Regions from separate parts of the Nothobranchius furzeri genome. Here region 2 is linked to region 1. The links are chromatin contacts, called in public Hi-C maps. All regions are on one chromosome and are shown on one strand. Each heading gives the region's core, a stretch centred on a gene start, on an enhancer-like site or on the middle of the called end of the contact. The rest is flanking DNA. Distances are from core to core; before and after follow the strand shown.

Region 1 (3,679 bases), core at 751-3,250:
CTATAAGTAAAACAATAAAACTAGTTAGAAAGGTTAAAAGACAGGTCATAAAAATATGTTTTTAGCCTTGCCTTAAAAACCGCAACAGAGGTGGAGGCCCTTATGCTCAGAGGAATCTTATTCCAAAGCTTAGGACCTGCCACAGCAAACGCCCTATCACCACGCGTCTTTAGGCGCGTTCTTGGGACCGAGAGGAGCATGAAGTTCTCCGAGCGGAGTGACCGTGAAGGGGTGTATGGTTGAAGTAGTGACACCAAGTAAGGAGGGGCTAAACCATTTAACGTTTTAAAAACTAGTAAAAGTATTTTAAAATGAATCCTAACATCAACGGGCAGCCAGTGAAGCGCAGCCAGCATCAAAACCAATCTTCTCGGCTCAGAGCACCCAAACAAGAAAGCAAAACCAGAACCGGGTCAACTAGTGCAACGGAAGGAATGTTCCATTTGAGAGATGATTTTCATGTTCTGTTTAGTGTCTGGTTGCCACGAACTCCTCCTCCTGACCGCCCCCTACGGAGCCAACTGGCGGGCTACTACACTTCCCAGCATTCCCATCACCAGCGTGGCTCGTCGACGTCATCACGCCGACTCTATTTACGGAAGTGCCGCCGCTCATTCATCACTCGGTCATCGTTCATACCAGGCATCGACCCGAGTTCTCAGGCTTACCAGCCCTCAAACCAGGATAGGGATCTTTCCACGCCGTCTACCACCAGTAAGTCTGCTTCCTTATTTATTCGGAACTGCTGCTCAGTCTCGGCTCTTTCCGAGCGCTGCGCCGCCGATCCCAGATCAAAGCCGCATGCTCTGTTCAACCCAACGCTAGCCACTCCACGTCTGGGTCACGCTGTTCCGCTACAAGCAACCTCCGCTACACTTCAGCTCAGCCAATCGAACCCAACACTGGTTCTGTTCTTGCTGGGAAACTTTAAGGTGATGAACATGTCATCTGTGAACGCAGCCTGTCCTATCAGCTGGCAGAGCCACCTGACGGGTTGTTGCCTTGGCAACGAGTGTGTGTGTGTGTGTGGGTGGGTGGAGCTGTCCGAGTATACATCGAGTGAGGAGGTTCAGGGCGGATTCTGGAATTAGACCTTTTGTTAATTGGGTTTTCCCAGACGGCTGACGGCACTGAGCTGCTAAAAACTGACAAAATTTTTTTACAATAAAAAAATCTACATTATCTTAGCTAGCATTAAAAATTTAAAGAAGAAGAAGAAGAAAATATAATTTCTATAGCGCCTCTCAAGATAAAAATCACGAGGCGCTTCACAAAAACAAAATGTAAAAATATAAAAAAGCATTTAGAAAATGTTTAAAAATATATTTAAAATGAGCAAAAAGAGACAATTGTGATAAAAAAAATGTTAAGAAAGAGAGAGAGTGAACAGGAAAGAGGGAAATCAGTGGATCCTGAGGAAGGAGGAATAGGTGGGGAGAGCAGAATAAAGAGAGAGAGGTGAAGAAGGTCATACAAAAGCATGAACAGGTGAGTCTGCAGCTGCTTTTTAAAGGAGACCACTGAGTCCACTTATACAGTTATCTAGATATGTTGCATTAAGAATTATGGCAGAAAAGGTGCCAACAACAAGTTGAGTACATAAAACTGAACCCTCAGGAACAAACATTGCATGTTCTAGTATTCTAGAGGATCGGCTTAGGAGGGAACGCTGGAGAAACGGGGTTAGACCTTTGAATCGAGTATATTCAAAAAGCAGCTGCAACAGTAAGAAAAACAGCTCCTCCTCCGTATTCAATCAAAAACCGATTATACGAGAAGGAAAAACAACAAACTGCGTTTTCACTTTTTACTTTTATTTATGCTCTTTTGTGATTCAGAACAAATCTTCCTCCTAAGCAGTACTTTGACTGTAATCTGTGTTTATATATTTTGGATTTAAAAATGGCGCTCCTTCCACCCACAATCATAAAACACGGGAATGTTGTAACACCGAGGTTTCAGTAAGTACTGCTGTTGCACAAACACGTTTAATTAAAGTCCTCCAGTAGAGGAAAAGGGGGGGAAAGTAGAAGAGTAGACAGGTGAAAAAATAAAGCCTCCATGAACATTAAAGGCCTGAAAGAGTCGGAAACAAAAGTTCTTCCTCTGTTTTTTTTTTCTCCGACCGGTGAAGAAACAAATTAAAACAAAGGAGCTTTCTTCCCCACGAGCTCAGCGACAGACGTCAGTATTTATTATTCTAAACATCAAAGCTGCATTTTTCTTTTGTTTTTCAAAGAGCAGATTTTTATATTCACAATGATTTTTTTTTATAACGGAGCCAAAAAACGCCAAGTGTTGTTCTAAGCATCTTTCATGTTCTGTTAAAGAAAAGGACAGCAGTGAGTCAGCCAGGAGTCTGGGAAGTGAGCAGCAAGGAGCAGCTCCCGTTTGTTATAGGAGTGAGTCGTTTTCCCAGTGTGTGTGTGTGTGTGTGTGTGTGTGTGTGTGTGTGTCTGTGTGTGTACGGGGTGGGTTGGGTATTGTTGTGGGGCGGATCTAAAAACAAACAGAACTCAGAGGAGAGCGTGACACCGGAGCAGAGCCTCGCTTTCCCCCCCGAAGCACTCAAACACAAACGATGTACAGAAGCCTCCGACGAGGCGGAGATAAACAGAACTCTGGTGGGGCAGAGCATGAAGTTTGGGAAACTGTACACTTGGAGGGAAAATAAACACACGTAGCACAATGACAGGAACAAACGAGGCAAAGAACAAATCCAGTCACAGAGAAGGAAGCACGTCAAATTCAGATAAAGATGGGAAAACTAACTGGAAGCCATCAAGAAACCTAAAAAGTGACATTTGATGAAAAACAAACTAAACCTAAACATCTTGAATCTTCATCGGGTGATTACACAAACAAGCCTGTTGTCTGTCATCATCTGTTTGCAGACCCTTCTAACCCAAAATGGCTGTTTACCTGTTGGATTCTGTTCCGTAACGTGTTCTTAGCGCCGTCTGACACCTGCAATCAAGTCCTCTGATGGATCATGAGATTCCCAAATCACCGGCTGCTCCTAATCCCTGCTGTCTCCTGCTGATTTACTGTACACAACGTAGACCTTAATTCCTAATGTTACACCAGACTCTCCACAAACCAGCTGTATATTTTATTTGGCACAAGTACGCTGGCGGTGGCAGCCATTGTGATTTTATGACCACAACACTTCGCTCACACACCCCTATCTGTGCTGTTATGGTTGGCAGAGCAGATCTGATCAAATTTTCCACACACGATAATTAGTAGAAACCAAAAACTTGTTGCTTCAGGCTCACATCACAGATTTGGAAGCTTTGTTGGCTGTTTTGTTTCATGGCGAGCAGATGTGTTGAAGTTCTCGGGTCTGGGCTAATGCCTACCAGTTAAAAAATGAATCAGGAATTGGATAAATGATGGATGAATCACATCCTCCATGTGAGGCAAAGTCAGTCAGGTCTAGGAATAGCCGTGTTTGAAACACCTGGTGGTGATGTGCGGCCCAAATTTAGCAAAGGCGCAGGTCTCAACATTGGCGTGTTTACACACAGGGATGAGGTGGGAGACGTGGCTAAGCAGTTTTCTGCCACCGCACAGAAGGTCGACCCGAAAACCGCCATTGTGATGAAACGAGGAGCAAACCCATCATCACAGGGATCAGGATCTTTACCACATCAACCCGCCGTGGGAACCATGTTTT
Region 2 (3,660 bases), core at 391-2,890, 47 kb before region 1:
GAGCTGGTTAGGGATGGTGGTCAGCAGGTTGTCATGGAGAAGGAGACTGATGGTTCCTGAAGGGAAACTAGTGGGTATGGAGGTGGAGGTGAGGGACCGGCCGCTACAGTCCACCTGACCGTCTTTACAGGAGCAGAGGTCGGGGCACGCCGATGACCTCTGACCTCCAAACAGAAGGATGAGACACAAGAGCAGAAGCCACGTCATGGTCATGCCAGCTGCAGGAAAGAAAAGACCCACCTTTATGGTGTCATGTTTAAATTCTTACTTTTCTCTTTGCTCCGCGAAGCTCTTTCAAGCCCAGCTGAGTTTACAAGTGACATTTTCAAAATGTTAAAGATTCATCATTTGTCTCTTTGATTTAAGATCAACCAGCTGAGTGAACATGAAAACCTCCGTTAGATCGTTAGAATAAAATACCAGATTTATCTGATTAGCTTCAGGAGTCTTTCTGCAGGAGGCTAATAGGTTTCATGTTGAACGGATCGTTTCCCTCATTTTATTTGTTTAAACCAACTGAAATACCTGCAGAGTTTACATTTCTAATTGAGATTTTATCTTTAAATCACAAATTGTTTTTATTGTACACTCTTCTTGTGCAAAATATATTTTTGGACAAACAATTGTACCAATTAAGACAGAGAGGAAACTATCTCTGTCTGGCCCCAAAACAATTTCTAATCGGAATCTGGTGCCCTTGAGCCAGCAAGGCTCCAACGAAAACTCCCCCCTCAGAAGATATGTGGAATGTGCCGTCGCTATGGCAACTCAACTCTGTCTCCTTTCCCAGCCTGGGCGGGACTGCGGGAAGGCCGCTGAAACGTTCCAGGGTCACTGCAACCCTCCAACCCTCAATGCTCCTCCCCCTATCCACACTGAGGTGACATGCGCTGCTTATCGTGGCTGCAGGAACTGAAGTGGGGATAGTCCCAACCCACCACCCCACCTAGTGGACACATGTTGTGTTGTCTGAAGTCTGTTGCATTTCTGTCTGAGGTGTTTTTTTGCAGAGCAAAGCTGCCCTCCTGGTGGAGGGTAACTCTGAAGTGCCTTTTTTTCCCTCCACCTGAACCAATCCTCATGTAACCCTCTGATCTCTATTAAGGTAGCGTGACTCAGGGATGCGAATGACCACAGTCACCAATTCTTGTCATGTGTCTTGCCCATGTATGTCTGATCTCTGAACTGTGTGTACTGAAACTCTAATTTCCCTCTGGGATTAATAAATATCTTTGATTTGATAAATGTGAGGTTTTATTTCCAAAAAAGTCACTCAGTCCATAGGTTTTCACTACATAATACATAGCTTCACTTATACAAGAACTCTTTTGAAGATTCATTAAAACTTTACTTATTTGGGAGGAAAATATAATTTAAAAAACTGATTCGTTCTGGTTGATTATGGCTGCAGGGTCTAAACAACTTTAATGCAAAAACTCAACCGAACAGCCACGACCACAGGAAACGCTTTAAAGTTGTTTCTTGAGCTCAATAAAGTTAAAAGTCTGAATGTTTAAGGGAAGAATTTTACCTTCAGCCCTGCAGGTCCGGTGGAGACGACTGAGACTCTTACGGTTGGATTCAGAGGAAGAGCGTGTTCCTGCAAGCTGTTCCTCACTGATAAAGCCTGCTGTCAAAGTATAAGTGTACACACACACACACACACACACACACACACACACACACACACACACACACACACACACACACACACACACACACACACACACACACACACACACACACACACACACACACACACACACACACACACTTGTGCTCACTGTGTGCACAAAACATTCACAGCAGCTTGTGAAGTGTCTAATTTTAGGGCTCTTTAATTTCTAAAATAAAATAACAGAAATGATTTGTTTTTATTTTGTTTTTTGCACAAATAAACTCTTTAGGGCATTAAGAGTTATAACACTAACATTAAACCAATTTTAATTTAAGGTAAAGAGTTTTTTATTGTTTGAGTCTCACTTTTTTTAAAGTTTTTAGTAATATACCAACACGTGACTTTTTTTTGCTCAAAAATTAAGCAAACATTAATAAACTCTCTTATCCTGCATTATTTTAGCTGCTCTATCAAAAACAAACTTTATTTTCATTATTATATTCATTATTGCTGCTTTTAAAGAAATCTAGTTTACTTTTTATGCAACCAAATCCAAAACTTTAAGTTTGCAAAATCAAAACAGTGAAAAATCTAAATACATATTATTTAAGTGTAACTAATTAAAATTGCTTAGTAAAATCTAATTATTTAGAAGTTTTTGTTATATAATGCAAAGCATTTGCTGCGAAATAGGAAATTCAGCTCAATATAAACGTTTAAAATGACATTTTGAATAGATTTAGAAGGTAAAACCAGTGATATAATGTGTACATCACAGTATTTTGTCCACGCTGACATTTTAAATAAAATATCTGAGTAATTCGTACTTATTAAATGTATTTAAACTGAAGTGGCTTTGTATTCCTCTTCTGACTGTCAGGAAAGAGAAGACTGGCTGCAGGAGATAAATATGACTCAGCACATCGAGTTCCTGCAGAAGCTGCAGCTTTGCGATCTGCTGGGTGGACGATGTTGAGGTCACTTCTCTCGTTTGCAACAAAAGGACTGAGGCAGAGAAGCCGGACGGACAAGAAGAGGAGTTTATTTGTCACATTTTGCAAACGGGACACAGACTGAGCTCACAGCCTTCAGGCAAAAATATGTACAGGTCATCGTCACACTCACACACACGCGCGCACACACACCCACATGTAGGCAGCTTCGATGGCATGACTCACTTCAAGGAGATAAAGCCAAAAGAGAAGCACTGACACAGTATTTGCTCCTTATTTTCCCGTCCTGTAGCGGCGACGAAGCAAACTGCACGTCAGGATGCATTTAACACGAGCACGAGGATTCAGCTTTAAAACAGTAAAAAATAAAACAAACATAATAAACCCACAAGCAGCTTTTTACTGCACAAGCCCTCTCCACGTTAGAGGGTTTCGCACTCTGAGCCACCAATCCGACTCCAGTTAGAGGCCGCTTTAACCGGCGATATGTGAGAATGTAAATGTTTGCAAACGCATAAAAAGCCAGAAGTTGGGTTTTTATTCGATTAAAGTCACCATGGCAACCTTCGGAAGGGGTTTTATGGACGGACACTTGGAGTTCATGTACCAAAACACACAGTCGCATAATAGGAAACGATATCCACGTTCAAATCTACTCATCAACCCACAGTTCTTTACAAAACACCCTCACATTATATCCAAAATGTTTAGCATTGAATTATAAATTAGATATACTGAGAAGTCATTTAAATAATGCTTTTATATTATTTGTGTTAATGCAACAGCAAAGGGCCTTAAAATGGAGGGAAACTAAAGGTTTGAGGGGAGAAAATCACCTCCAGCCAGAACAGACAAAACAAAGCACCAAACTGACCAAAACGCAGAGCCCAGGTTGCCACTAGCACTTGATTTCCAGGTCCGAAGGTCTCGCTGTTGCTTGAGGAAGAAGCAGTAGGTGGCGCTGCTGCACAGCTCTGATCCAGGAAGCATCACTGGTCCTTATCGTGCATCTGCTGCTGCATCTTATTCAGCATCTCTTGCATCCTCTTCAGCTGCAAATGAGAGGGAGGAGGGTTACGGCATCGATGC

What was found. A called contact is a pair of places that touch in the nucleus more often than the background predicts.
Region 2: a Hi-C map of skeletal muscle shows a contact between it and region 1, with 5 times the contacts expected there. The contact joins the promoter of gp1bb here to the enhancer-like site in region 1. A contact is called at or near these places in 2 of 2 Hi-C or Micro-C datasets (skeletal muscle and tail fin).

What each region holds. Positions count from the first base shown.
Region 1 is chr17:55,501,057-55,504,735 of NfurGRZ-RIMD1, reverse strand. The region is part of intron 7 of zgc:63587 (septin-2A); the gene reads right to left. Among protein-coding and RNA genes, the nearest start is that of septin5a, 32 kb to the left of the region's middle. Within about 2 kb of position 2,000, at least 1 of the 3 cell types and tissues checked has an H3K27ac peak or open chromatin away from gene starts, as enhancers often do. A contact at or near this core is called in tail fin, where this site is marked.
Region 2 is chr17:55,547,481-55,551,140 of NfurGRZ-RIMD1, reverse strand. It overlaps gp1bb (glycoprotein Ib platelet subunit beta), which reads right to left and starts at 1,640. Exons shown (of 2, transcript XM_015973112.3): 1 at 1,532-1,640; 2 at 1-218. The coding sequence starts at 213. septin5a (septin 5a) reads right to left here. Exons shown (of 11, transcript XM_015973107.3): 11 at 3,419-3,623. The coding sequence ends at 3,561.